4 separate regions of the Mus musculus genome follow, and all the other regions are linked to region 2. A link is a contact called in public HiChIP or PLAC-seq and promoter capture Hi-C data. All regions are on one chromosome and are shown on one strand. The core of a region is the stretch at or near the end of the contact, and the rest is flanking DNA. Distances in the headings are between cores, read along the strand shown.

Region 1 (3,354 bases), core at 817-3,316, 270 kb before region 2:
CCCAGCACCCAATATCAGTGGCTCTCAGCAGCCCTTAACTCTAGAACCAAGGGATTTGGCACCCTCTTCTGGCCCCCACAGACAATTGCACTCACTCATGTTTGCGTACACATACAGACACACGTGCATAAACACACACTCATAATACACATTACACATACGTAATTTAAAAATAAAAATAAAAGTCATCAAAGGTTAAAAATGGGATACATCATTAGCATGGCATGCTTGGGTAGGGGGTTGTTTTGCACACTTAATAAAATTTCGTGGAAAGATGTGCCTAACGTGAGTCAGCTCATGGAGAATCCCGAATTCTATTTCTTGTTTTGAAACAGAGTTGTCACTCTGCAGTCTAGGCGGGCTTCTAACTTGCAGTGGTCTTCCTGCCCCAGGCTCCTGAGTCCTCAATTACTGGCATACATCACCACACTGCCTAAATTCTATTCCAACTAGGAAATGCCACGGAAGTCTCCTTAGGATACGGATGCTTTGCCAGCTCAAAACTTACAGTCGTTATACCGAGGAGACGGCTGAAGGGCACAGAAACAATTCCAAGCTGGGCAGCACTTGTGGGAGGGGGAGTTGGACCCACCCCAAATCTGTACATGCATCATGAAAATCTCACCTCCAAGGCCAGAACAACCAGCCACCGTCTTAGCTACTGTCACTGGTCTAGGAGTCAATATAAAAGTAGGAAGGGAAGGACAGAAACATGTGTTGGAGTAAGTGGGATAGTGGGATCAAGGATTGGAGGACACAAAAGATGCTATGGGAAGGCCCCACCCATCTTCTTATGCTCCCTGCCTGCCTGCCTGCCTGCCTGCCTGCGTGCATGTGTGTGTGTGTGTGTGTGTGTGTGTGTGTGTGTGTGTGTATGTGTGTGTGTGTGCTTGTGTGTGTGCTGAGTTGAATTCAGGCTCTCATATGTGCTAGGCAGCCACTCTACCACTGAGCTACGTTCCCCAGCTTTCACTGTTCTTCTAAGTGAAATATTTGGAGACAGATCATATTTTCTAAACAAAAAGTAAAAGCAAAACAAACAAACAAACAAACAAACCCAGTAGTGGAAATAACATAGAACTATATAAAAAGTAAGATAAAATAAACAGCTGCAACAGGAGAAAGAGGGTGGATTATGTGGTTCCTCCTTTAATGTGAGCACTCAGGAGGCAGAGGCAGGCAGATCTCTGAGTTCAAGGCCAGCCTGGTCTACACAGTGAGTTCCAGGTCAGGCAGGGCTACACAGTGAATTACCGTCTTAAAACATAAAATCACTCACTCTCTCAATGAGGAAAAGCAGAGAAGAGAACAAAGGCCAGGCAGGAGAAAATGTCAGCTGGCACACACAAACCCACGAGCTACATTTATAACTAAATGTAAACACCTACTCTATAGAAAGGCAGGGGTGAGCATATTGGAAAACAAATCTGGTCATAAAATCTACTTTAAAAATGAAGATGGGGGAGGGGACTGGGGAGTCGGCTCAGCATTTCAGAGCTCAAGAAGACTCCAGTTCAATTTCTAGCAACCGCATGGCAGCTCACAACTGTGTGTAACTCCAGTTCCAGAGGATCTGGCACCCTCAGACAGACATTCAGGCAGAAACACCAATGCACATAAAAATATATAGAGAGCAAATGCAGAGGTCAGAGGACCCTCTTGGTGTTCCTCAGGAGTTGTCCATGTTCTTCTGAGGTAGGGTCTTTCACTGGCTTGGAACTCACCAGATAGGTTTGGCTATCTGGCTAGGGAGTCCAAGGGATCTGGCAGATCTCTGCTGGTTTTCACTGTAGCACTGGGGCTGTTAGAGCACATCCTGTCCCCAGCTTTTTAGACTTGAATTCTCAGGACTGAACTTGTGTGGCAAGCACGTTAGTAACTGAACTGTTCCATAGCTCTATAGCAGACTCTATAGTCCAATACTCTGAACAAGATAGCAAGAGTCAGGACAGTTCTTGGGCTACTCAGAGACCACTCAGGGAGAAGTTGCTTAGCTTACAGTGGGACCCTTAAGAGCAGGTAAGCAATTCCTTTTTACAAAGGACAGGAGCTGGGTGTGGTGGCTTATGCGCATACTCCTAGCTCTTGGAATGCTGAAACAGGGAGGGTTGTCAAGAGTGTGAGGGCAGTTGGGGCTTCACACACACACACACACACACACACACACACACACCCAAACACACACAGGGGCAGAAGGAGAACTGACTTTTAGCAGGGCTGCACGTGAATATTTATTTATTTATTTATTTATTTATTTATTTATTTATTTATTTAAGTTTTGAGACAGGTTCTCACCATGTAGATCAGACTGGCCTATAACTCATAGAGATCCACCTGCCTCTGCCTCCTGAGTGCTGGATTAAAGGTGTGTTCTACTATGTCTGGCACTAAAGACATTTAAAAAACAATAAAGATCTGTGTTTTTTTTTCTTTGAGGTTGTGACCAAACTCCAGTGAAGGGGGGATCATTGCAGTTTTATAGCAGGAGCTTGTGCTGCGGAGAGGATGCTGTGGGAATGAGTGTCTGGCACCTGAGATAAAAACGACTCCTCCACAGTGCCAGGATTTGGGCTGATGATGTCCAGGGCACGCTTAGATAGTCCTTACACCTTTTCCCTGCAGCCTGGCTTAGTGTCACACAAGCATGCTTTACTAAAGGAATTCTCTTGGGGTGGGAACACTGGCCAAGTCCTCTCTCCAGTGTTTCCTCACACTAGGGATCCATCCCCTGAGCCTCCCCTCTCCTCTGACTATGCTGTCAACTTGACACAACCTAGACTCATCAGAAACTAGAGTCTCAATTGAGAGAGTGTGCACCAGATTGGCCTGTGGTCTTGTCTGTGACTATTTGGCCCAGCCCACTGTGGGTGTCACCATTCCCTAGGCAGGGCGGGGCGGGGTGGGGGGATGTCTTGCATTGTTTAAGAATGGAGGGGAGTGGCTAAAAGTTAGCAGGCAACTTGGATGCAGTTGTCTCTCTGCTCTTGACTGTGGGTGTGATGCATAAGCTCTTGGCTTCCTCATAGTAACCGACTGTATGAGCTATTAGGCAAATAAGACCCTTTTTTCCTGTAAGTTGCTTTTTGTTGGGATGTTTTAATCCCAGCAACAGACATGAAATAAGGCACTCTTTTACGCCCAGAGCGGTGACTGGGTGGGAGCTGAGGCTTTTGGTCATTTTAAGGTCTCCTAAAGGCCAGGAGCCAGTCAGAGGACCACCTGGGAAGGCACTGCATGCTGGGGCCAGGGAGTAACCAGCATAGCTGTACTGGGGCCCTGTGTATGCCTCCAGCCTTCCCACTTCTCACTGTCCTCCCAGTTGGCCTAGGCAGAGAGTATCATTTCCACTCTGCA
Region 2 (3,480 bases), core at 548-3,047:
TCACAGTAAAGAGTTTGTCACTCCTTGTACCTTAGGTAGGGAGGACAGAGGGAGCTAGGCAAGGTCCTGGTCCACAGGTACTAAGAACATCTGTCCACTTTACATAACAAAGGACAAAAGGTAGGCATACTGTGGGGGCGCTCAGTGGTACAGCAACTGCGTAGTGTGTTCAAGGGTCCCATCTCCAGCACCACAAAGTAACGATTTGAAGAGAGCAAAACTACTCAACAGACCTACCCTCTACCACCAGCTACAATCTCCGACATGTTATCCACATGCTAGCAGGAAGGGGCATTGCAAGTCTAACATGTTGATTGTTTTCTGCTTCCATACTCATTTCAAGCACCTTTATTCCAAGTGTTGGGCCAGGTATTCTTTTCATGAGGGAAACATAACTTAAAAACCACCCATGCAATGACAGTTCAAGGCACAAGTTAAACACATGACAGGCTCAGCCAGCTCCAATGCAGTCAAAACTACTCTCTTCCTGTCCTTTGCTCTAGGAAGGATGTAGGACTAGCCCTTTCTTACCCATTAGTCCGAAATCTTAACACAGAAACCTGAGATTTGATTTCTATTATTTATAAGCTTATTTGAAGCACTTGGTTCTTCCTTACGAACTGCCAGAGGAGGAGTGGGCATGAAGAGGTGGCAATGTGTGTCATAAAGACAATTTTTTTTTTTTAAAGAATTTGACAGAGTGTGGGTGAGGCTTGTTTTCTGTATGTTTATCTATTCACTTCTGGCAGAGGATGGAGATGGAGGGTAGAAAGGAAAGGTGTCTGAAGAGCCAGACAATAGGCCGGTTGCAGGCCTGACTGGCATCCTAAAGCAGCCTGCCCTGCCCTGCCCTGCCCTGCCCTGCTATCCTCTCCCTTCCCCCAACACCTGGCAGGCTGTGGTTGTGATTTCAAAACAAGTAACTGCTGGACCCCTGCCTTCTGGACCCGGGACCCAGAATGGCCTTCTCTGCTCCTCCCTGGGGTGCAGAAGGGGAGGGGAGGAGACACAAGAGAAAGAAAAGGTGGGCGCTAAAGATGAACTCGCTGGTAGTACCTCCTCAGGGACAGCGGCCTCCCCTACTCCACCCCCAAAGCTTTGGGATAACATAAAAACGCAAGCCCTGGGTGCCCAGGTATCAATCTCCCATCCTGCGCCATCTGCCCTGCCAGCCCCACTGCATTCAGCCAGGCAGGCGCATCCTATGAATCTGGACCCCAGAGCGCCTAGCTGGGCAGGCGCACATCCCGCGTGGATCCCGCAGGGCGGCGGCCCGGCCGTCTCTCCGAGAAGGCTACACCTTCTCGGTGTAGCAGGCATCACAGACCCTGAATGCCCATGTCCGCGCGCAGGCCCATCTCCAGAGCTCAATGTGACAGATCCGCAGAGCCGCAGGTGTACCCAGGCGTCCGCTCCTGCGCGGGCGCAGCCACTCCCAGGCTGAAGCTGAGCTCGCTGTCATTCTGTGGCTCCAGCACCCCGGGGATCCGCCTGCCGTGGCGCCCACCCTGTTCCTTCTTTGGTGCCCTACCTCGTACTCTGCGGTCTCGCATCCATCCCCAAATTCACCCAGCAAGGCTGGGCAGCGCTCCTCGACTCTGGGATCCGCTTCCTGGACTCACAGCTCTTCCGCTGCGTGGCGCTTCCCGCGCATCCCACAGCTCGGGACAAAGGCCCTAGATCCGCGTCCCCGAGGCGGGCGCTGCAGTCAGAGTCAAGTCCAGAGCCCGCGGGAGGCTGGAAGAAGTGTGAGCTCCCAGCAGTGCGTGATGACAAAGGGCCGGGCGAGTGCGCAGCGCCCCCTCCAGAGCCCGGCTTGCTGCAGCGTCCCCGCCCGCGCCCTGCAGCAGCCTGGGCCAAAGGCAGGACCTGTCCCTCAGGAGAAACCCCAGTAAGACACACTCTGCTCTGAGTTTACACTCGGGGTGTATTTTATTTTGATTTAGGGTCTCAGGACATCTTGCCTTTGAGAGGTAACTTTCAGTGCTGCTAGCTAGTGACAACTGGATGACTAAACTCCAAACCAGATAGATTGATCCTGATTCTAATTCTGACCCCATCTTTAACTAGGCTGGGGGCGCACTGCTGTAACCTAGACAGCCTCTGCTTCCTCTGGCCCCTTGTACTTCTCTACCCTATCCCCTACTCCCCTGGAGAGACCCCAGTGGCTGAGTAGGGAATCAGGATTCATCTTCAGATCTGTCACTCCCCAGCCTTGTGACCTTGAGGATAACTCTGCGAGCCTGTTCTCTCCTGGAAAATGACCTGATCTAATGTATTTGTCACCTGGGCCTTTTCTAATGGTTGGGACAGGATTCTTCAAAGCCCTTGGAAAGCAGGATGTTGCAGGCAGTCAGGGCCTTACACCTCCATCCTGTTTCCTCCAACTCCATGTTAGTCACTCCCAAAGCTCTGAGAAATACGCCTGTCAAAACGTTCAGCCTCCAGAAAAACCTCTAGCCACTGAAGAAGAGCCCTGCTCTCCTGACATTCCCAACAGCAACCCTTTGGATTCCAACACAGTCAGACAGTACCCAAATCTCTGAAAGTGGTCCAGGAATGGACATGTGTGTACACATTGGTGGGGGCATGTGTGCATGTGCACATGAGTACATGCATGTACAGAAGCGAGAAGTTGATCTCAGGTGTTCCTATCGCATTCCACCTTATTTTACAGCATCTTTCATTGATTATGGAAATTGCCATCTTGGCTAGGCTGACTGGTCAACCAGTAGAACAGACATAGAAACGTGTGCTGCTATGCTTGGTTTTCACATCCCGCTGGGGATCAGGTCTCAGGTTCTCATGCTTGCCTGGCAAGCATCTCACCTACCCACTGTCCTAGTGAGTTTTGACCCGATCTAAAGCAATGATTCTAAGCATCCTAATGCTACATGACCCCCAACCATGAAATCATTTTGTAACTATAATGTTGCTATTGTTATGAGTCATATGTAAATATCTGATATGCAACCCCCATGAGGGCTACAACCCACAGGTTGAGAACCACTAGTCTAGAGTCATCTAGAGTTGAAGAATTGCTCAGATCAGACTGGCCTGTGGGCATGTCTGTGGGGTGATTGTCTTGATTGTTAATTGGTATGGGAAGGCCCAGCCCACTGTAGCCAGCACAATTCCCTAAACAGGTGACCCTGACCTGCAGAAGAAAGCCAGCTATTAAGTATGAGCCTGACTGACCCATTCAGCAACCTTTCTCCATGGTTTCTCCTTCAAGTTCCTGCTTGAGTTCCTCCCTTTACTTCTCTCATAGACTGTGACCTGGAAGTGTAGGTTAAACAAACCCTTTCCTCCTTCCTGGGTTGCTTTTGGTCACGGTGCTTATCATAGTACTACAGTGAAACAGAACGTTCACCAAGCTATGTCCTTCAAATAGCTTAAACAAGTACTCTGGTAGTTCCTTTGTATACAGGCTTGTGAGAATGGCCATTCTAGGGCTCGTCCAGTGGTAGAGTGCTTGCT
Region 3 (3,170 bases), core at 486-2,985, 370 kb before region 2:
ACAAAACCACATCAACAAGAGAACAATAACCCAAACAGTGGCATAGCCCTTTAATCTCGGCACTCAGGAGACAAGAGGCAGGCAGATCTCTTTGAGTTAAAGCCCAGCCGAGGCTACATAGTGAGCTCTGTCTCAGTAAATAAGAGAAAAACAGACAGAAAATTGAGAGCTTCTCCAAGGAATGAACAGCTCTCCAGAAGCTGGCTTAGGATACAAGTCGCCTTCAAAGGATAGTCAGTTTTTAGAGACATGACAAGGCATAAGGTGGCAAAGAAGAGTTTGAGTTCTTAGGGCTGGAAACCAAGAGAAGGCAAATAATATATGGCAGGAGAAAGGCTCCGGGGTCAGGCTTGTTATGTGAATTTCTTACTGGTGAAAGTTTGTGAAATCCCAGCACACAAGAGGTAGAAAGGGTTACTTGAGATTCTGTTTGAAAAAACAAAGATCTGTGGAAAAACCAAAACTACAAGATATTGACAGGTCTCAGCTGACTAGAAGTGAGAACACCTTGTTCTATAACATAGCACAGCTCTTCCTACATCTGGAGGAGAAGCCTGGCTCTTTAGACTGCCCAGGGCAGAGGAAGGCAGAAGCTGGAAACAAAGAGCTGACTGGTTTTGAAGTTATGCTCTTTGGGAAGGTTGAAGCATAGGGGACATCGTTCTCGGATCTGCTAACAGAGGCATGTCACCAGCTCCCTTTCCTATGAAGGTCAACCAGAAAATTTAGTTTCACCTCTGGTAGCACGCAGCTTCCGATGGGGATTCCCCATTGAGTTGGCATGCTGTCCATCCATCCAGCCCAGTAGCTCAGGCCAAACTAATGGCTTCCTAGGAATTTTACTTAAGATGTCTAAAATTGCCTTTGGTGATAAACCCACATCCCTCAGGTAGAGAAGGGAGGATCCCTTTGTCCTTGTGTGTATGTTTATTTTTATTTATGTGTTTGTGTGTGTTCTGGTGCCCTGGAAGGTCAGAGGAGGGTGACAGTTCCCCTGGCACTGCTGGCACAGGCAGTTGTAAGCCTCAGAAACAGAACTCAGTAGCACTCTTAGCCACTGAGTCATTTCTCCAGTGCTTAAAATTTTGTTATGCTTACAAGTGTGCCAGAGGAAGGTCCGGTGGAATAAATAGCAGGAAGTGCTCTTAACTACTGAGCCATGTCTCCAGCACCCCCACTCTCCCATACACACTCAGTGTTTTGTTTTTAGGCAATTGGAGGAAAGTAGACAGCATTTCTTGTTTTTGTGTCTTCTCTAGTGTCTTCAACTTGGAAACAGACCGTATGTGAGAGGCCACTTTGGTGTTCTAATTTTATTCGTATGGACGTGGGTCCCGTGTTTTGCTCCTCTTACTTCACAATACCCCATCTCTCTTCCTTTTCTTATCACGCAGCTGAGTCCCTGGAACAAAGTGCTCACTTTAGAAATGTTTGCGGCCGGTTTGCCTGGTTTAGACTGAGATTGGCCACGTGCATTCTCTACAAGCTCGCGATTTTGGGGACTGTAGAGGGCACTTGTGAAGAAGGATGCATCTTCAGGAGAGGCGGGAAAGGAGAGCTGAGGTGGCCCTCAACCTGCGCCTTGGATGTGGGCTTCTGGGACCAGAGTGTACTTCGGGGGCACAGAGGACCAGGATTAGATAACACAAAATCGGCGAGCCTGGGGAGCAAAGGACCTGGGTGGGACGAGTGGGCGTGGTCGTGTGCTCTGGGGCGTGGTCTGGGCGGGGCGAAAGCGCGCAGACGCATAGAGCAGGGTCTGCTGGCGGACCCGCGGTCAGTCTGCAGCTGCGGGAGGCCATGGGGCGCTTCGCCGCTGCATTGGTGGGCTCACTGTTCTGGCTGGGGCTGCTGCTATGTGGTCTGGGCAGTCTGGCGAGCGCCGAGCCCCGGGCCCCGCCGAACAGGATCGGTAGGTGCGGGGGATACAGAGGCGCGGCGATGCCTAGGTCGGTCTTCCCAGGGCTGGGTGGAGATCGGGGTCCGGAGACCGGGCCGTGCGCTCCGAGTCTGGAGGAGTGCCACTGGAGGCGTGTGCTAGCCAGGGACTCGGTATCCGTGCAGCTCCAGCCTGGGAGGCCCTCGGCTCTAGCAGCTGAACGCCCTCAAGAGCCCGCCTCTAGCTGTCCCTGGAGCTAAGTCTGTTTGTCCGGCCGATTGGGGCACGCAGACTCTGCACTGGGACCAGTCTCTCTTCCCCTACCTCCAGATCCCCTCCCCCGAGAAGGACTGGGACCGCCTCCCCGCACCTGCGCTCTGCTTACTGCAACTGCTGCAGCTAGCTGGAGAACCCGGTCTCTTCGTGGCTTTGGTTGCCTCGGGTTTTCATTCCTGGGTGTCTATTCCCATCTGAAGCTGTGTCTTTCGGGATCGTTAATGGTGTTGGGGCCATAGAGAGACAAAGAACAAAGCTGGGCGAAGATGGCGTCTGCTTTATTTAAAATGCGTGCTGGAGGGGCCCATTCATACTTCCCCAGGAATTGGGCACAGCAGGGTCCCTGGGTCCGGTGGTGCCTCCACAAAGACCTGGGAGAACCTTTGGGCATCTTTTGACCAACTGTCAGTTTGTAACTTCATCTATAGCACCTGTCTAGGTTCAGGGAGTCTGTCTTTAAAGAGAACCCCTTCCCTCAGGTTTCCCCAAGCTGTTAGTTTTAGTCTTGAGTAATGGCTATTATTGGTTAATGGCTTTTCAAAAACAAAAGCAACACTGATAGGAGGGGAAACAAACGGTTCCTCTTTTCCTTTCCCCCCCTCCGTATAGCAATAGTCGGTGCTGGAATCGGTGGTACTTCCTCCGCCTATTATCTAAGGAAGAAATTTGGGAAGGACGTGAAGATTGACGTGTTTGAGAGAGAAGAGGTCGGGGGCCGTTTGGCCACTTTGAAGGTGCAAGGTCATGACTACGAGGCAGGGGGTTCAGTCATTCACCCCCTAAATTTGCACATGAAGCGATTTGTCAAAGAGCTGGGTATGTGATTTCATAGCACTAAGCAACACTATGTGTGACTGGCCGTATGTGTTTTCCTAACACAGAGAACTGATGTTTCTGCCTTGTCTTCTACAGAGAAGTTGGTGAAACTGTTTCTCTTGCTGTGGGGTTTAGCAGTTGGTCCCAGCTTAGCATCGAGCCACTCTCCTGTAATGAGACTCTAAGCTATCTGTGTGGC
Region 4 (3,453 bases), core at 795-3,294, 290 kb before region 2:
ATTGAGCGATATGATACTGTTAGCAAGACTCCCTGTGGCTCATGACTGGTGTCCTTGTAGGACATGCCCACAGAGGGAAGCATGCGGTGCTGTGGGAGCATCTAGAAGAGAGGCTTCAGGAAAAAGCAGCCATGCTGATACTTGGGTCTTTGCCTCCCAGTCTCTAGAACTTTCGGTATGAGGGTCTCCTCACAGTTGGCTGAGCCCCATTATGTGGTTGTAGTAGCCTGGGCCAACAGCATGACTCTGGTGAATACTCCATGTACTGCTCACCATGAACTCCACCAATTCTGCCTGATTTGTAGAAGGTTCCTATTATAATTTACAGTGATCTTGCAAAGGGATATTGTCCTGGGGGGGGTGCTGGGGACATGTCTCAGTTGGTGGAATGCTTGACTTGCAAGCCTGAGGACCCAAGTTTGAGCCCAGAATCCATGGAAAAAAAGAAAAGGAAGAAAGCTAAGCATGGTGGCACATGTCTGTAGCCCCAGCAAGAAGGAGCAGAGACAGGTGGATCTTTGGGGCTTGCCAGCTACTTGGAAAACTCCAGGCTAGGGAGAGACCCTGCCTCAAAAAAAAAAAGCATGGATGGATGGACTGTATTAGTCAGTGTTCTTTAGAGGGAAAGAACTGATAGAATGAACACACACACACACACACACACACACACACACACGCACACATACACACATACACACACACACACACACACACACACACACACACGCATGCGCACACACGCACGCACACAGGAGATTTATTAGAACAGCTTACAAGCTGTGGTCCAGCTAGTCAAACAATGACTATCTACCAATGGAAGACAGTGTACCAAGACTCCAGTAGTTGTTCAGTACATGAGGCTGTATGTTTTGACTGGTCTTCAGTGTACACCGGAATCCCCTAAGGGTAGGCTCTAATGCCAGTAAAGGAATGGACTTGCCAGCAAGAGCAGCAGCAAGCCTGCAAAGAGAGCAAGCTTCCTCTTCCCGTGTCCTTCATATAGACTGCCAGCAAACCATATGGCCCAGATTAATGGTGGATCTTCCCACCTCAAAAGGTCTGGATTAAAGGTGGGTCTTCCCACATCCAATGATTCGATTAAGAAAACAACCTCCAGGCGGGAGAGGTGGCTCAGCCATTAAGAGCACAGCTGCTCTTCCGATGGTGGCTCACATCCATTTGTAACGAGATCTGACACTCTCTTCTGGAGTGTCTGAAGACAGCTACAGTGTACCTACATCTAATAAATTAAAAAAAAAAAAAAAGAAAGAAAAAAGAAAAAGAAAAAGAAAAAGAAAAAGAAGGAGAAAAAGAAAAAGAAAACAACTTCCTCAGAGGTGTGCCTAGCTGTTTGGGTTTTAGCAAATTCTAGATGCAATCATGTTGACAACCAAGAATAGCCACCACATGGCTCTTGAGGAATGACACTTGAGGTTGACTCCTGGCCTCCAAAGATATGCACACACATGTACATACCTACCCACACACATGTGCACATCCACACAAGGGGTATTGTCCTGTTCCCTCACCAAGTTTTACCACAATGTTCACTTTTTAAAATTCTTTTCTTTTGACAGGGTTCCACTCTGTAGCACGCTGGCTTCAAACTTGTGATCTTTCCTGGCTCGTCCCCCTTAGAGCTGGCATGTGCCATCATACCTGTATTTCTTTGCCTTCTTTGCTTGAGCTTGGGAACAGCTGGACTTGGAGGTGGGAGACTGAGGCATTGTGGCTGTTGCTGTGACCTGGGGAGTCGTGCAGCTCCCAGGCCCTTGGGTTCCTGGGACACAGCAGGAGGTGAATGCATATGCTTTGCGCTCCGTCCTTGCTTTGGATTAATAAGCAGCAACCCTTTGGGGCCAGGCCCCTGACCTAGTGAGGCTCCGCCAGGCATTAGCCTAGTTGTGAGTTGGTGTTGTCTTCATCCAAATATCTGGGAGGCCACCCTCTTCTTCCTCTCTGAGCATTCAGACAGAGCTCTCCAGTGCAGTATCTGCATAGCTGCTGTATCAGGCACTGGCCTGTGTGTGATTCATCATACATTCTGGGCCTGCCTACTGTGACTCACCTGACATTGGAATCCACCATCCGTTTCCCCAGTCGGTGCCTGGTGACGTCATGCTTGGCTGTGGTCTCTCTTTAATTCCCTTCAGCTCAGTACAGCTCCAAACACCTGAACAGTTCCTAAGAGTTCAGAACCACAGGGCACTTACTGTCACAAACAAAATATATACACAGCCCAGTTCTGGGCTCCAGGGAGCTCACAGTTTCCTCAGAAACACAAAACAAGATCTCTGCACAAAACAGGCAAACGTTCGCAAGATATGAATCATGGTTCCTGGTGGGTGGAACATACGTTCCCAGGGCAAAAGGACGATGACTTCTTCTAAGGTTAGTCTTCACTGTGGCCTGGCTGGATTTAGAATCACCTAGGAGATATGGCTCTGAGCGGGTGTGTCTATGAGGACATTTCTAAAGAGGTGTGACTGAGGAGGAAGATGTCCTGTCAGTGTGGGTGGCACCATCCCACGGTCTGGGGTCTTAGACGGAATAAAAAGGAGTTGGAGAGATGGCACAACAGTTAAAGCACTTCCCATACAAGTGGGGCCCCATGTTCAGATCCCCAGAGACCCAGAAGGCAGAGATAGGACATTATTCCCCAGAGCAGGCCAGCTGGCGGGACAAGCCATATCAGTGAGCTCTGGGTTTGATTGAGAGACCTTGCCTCAGTGAACAAGGTGGGAGAGTTATGGAGGACGATTCCTTACATTGAGCCTTCAAATGCACACATGCTTACAGACACACAAACTCAAGCACACACGTGTGCCCCCACACACATACCAGAAATGCATATACACAAGCACACCACACACAGATATGCACAAAAAGGAATAAAAAAAGAGTGGTGGCGCACGCCTTTAATCCCAGCACTTTGGAGGCAGAGGCAGAGGCAGGCAGATTTTTGAGTACGAGGCCAGCCTGGTCTACAGAGTGAGTTCCAGGACAGCCAGGGCTACACAGAGAAACCCTGTCTCGGGAAAAAAAACAAAACAAAAAAAACATAAGCAGCGTACCTGCATCCTCCTTGTTGTTCCCTGACCCGCTGAGATGGAAGCAAGCAGTCTTTTCTTTTCTCCTTTCTTTTTAGATTTTATTTATTTACTATATGTAAGTACACTATAGCCGTCTTCAGGCACCCCAGAAGAAGGTATCAGGTTTCATTATGGATAGTTGTGAACCACCATGTGGTCACTGGGATTTGAACTCAGGACCTTCGGAAGAGCAGTCAGTGCTCTTAGCCACTGAGCCATCTCTCCAGCCCCAGAAGCAAGCAGTTTTTCACTCACACTGGTGTGGGTCTTGCTGCCATGCCTCCTCTACCATGATGGACTGTATCCCTCGCACCACGAGCCAGAAGACATCTTTCCTCCTTGGTTTGCTAGCTATTTGGTC

Evidence for each region. Promoter capture Hi-C pulls out the DNA fragments that hold promoters and counts their contacts. HiChIP or PLAC-seq counts read pairs in DNA pulled down with a chosen protein or histone mark.
Region 1: a contact with region 2 is called in a promoter capture Hi-C map of embryonic stem cells, with 2.1 times the contacts expected there. The contact joins the enhancer-like site here to the promoter of Add2 in region 2. A contact is called at or near these places in 5 of 39 promoter capture datasets (the 3T3-L1 cell line, HPC-7-derived erythroid cells, embryonic stem cells and 1 more), 1 of 484 Hi-C or Micro-C datasets (nephron progenitors) and 1 of 9 other capture datasets (adipose tissue).
Region 3: an HNF4G HiChIP or PLAC-seq map of pancreatic cancer cells shows a contact between it and region 2. The contact joins the promoter of Pcyox1 here to the promoter of Add2 in region 2. A contact is called at or near these places in 16 of 39 promoter capture datasets (the 3T3-L1 cell line, the C10 cell line, the SN4741 cell line and 9 more), 1 of 15 datasets of contacts at CTCF or cohesin (large pre-B cells), 15 of 484 Hi-C or Micro-C datasets (the AML12 cell line, B cells, CD4 T cells and 8 more), 18 of 115 datasets of contacts at active chromatin or transcription factors (the 230-238 cell line, SST interneurons, bone marrow-derived macrophages and 14 more) and 2 of 9 other capture datasets (liver and pancreatic islet).
Region 4: a contact with region 2 is called in a FOXA1 HiChIP or PLAC-seq map of pancreatic cancer cells. The contact joins the enhancer-like site here to the promoter of Add2 in region 2. A contact is called at or near these places in 2 of 484 Hi-C or Micro-C datasets (embryonic fibroblasts and nephron progenitors), 4 of 115 datasets of contacts at active chromatin or transcription factors (embryonic forebrain, embryonic stem cells and pancreatic cancer cells) and 2 of 9 other capture datasets (embryonic stem cells and liver).

What each region holds. Positions count from the first base shown.
Region 1 is chr6:86,295,868-86,299,221 of GRCm38.p6, reverse strand. No RefSeq gene overlaps it. Among named protein-coding and RNA genes, the nearest start is that of Fam136a, 68 kb to the left of the region's middle. Within about 2 kb of position 2,066, at least 8 of the 459 cell types and tissues checked have an H3K27ac peak or open chromatin away from gene starts, as enhancers often do. A contact at or near this core is called in embryonic stem cells, where this site is marked.
Region 2 is chr6:86,026,998-86,030,477 of GRCm38.p6, reverse strand. It overlaps Add2 (adducin 2 (beta)), which reads right to left and starts at 1,797. Exons shown (of 16, transcript NM_001271857.1): 1 at 1,532-1,797.
Region 3 is chr6:86,395,715-86,398,884 of GRCm38.p6, reverse strand. Pcyox1 (prenylcysteine oxidase 1) reads left to right here and starts at 1,735. Exons shown (of 6, transcript NM_025823.4): 1 at 1,735-1,912; 2 at 2,765-2,971. The coding sequence starts at 1,801.
Region 4 is chr6:86,317,667-86,321,119 of GRCm38.p6, reverse strand. No RefSeq gene overlaps it. Among named protein-coding and RNA genes, the nearest start is that of Fam136a, 46 kb to the left of the region's middle. Within about 2 kb of position 2,044, at least 88 of the 459 cell types and tissues checked have an H3K27ac peak or open chromatin away from gene starts, as enhancers often do. A contact at or near this core is called in embryonic fibroblasts and pancreatic cancer cells, where this site is marked.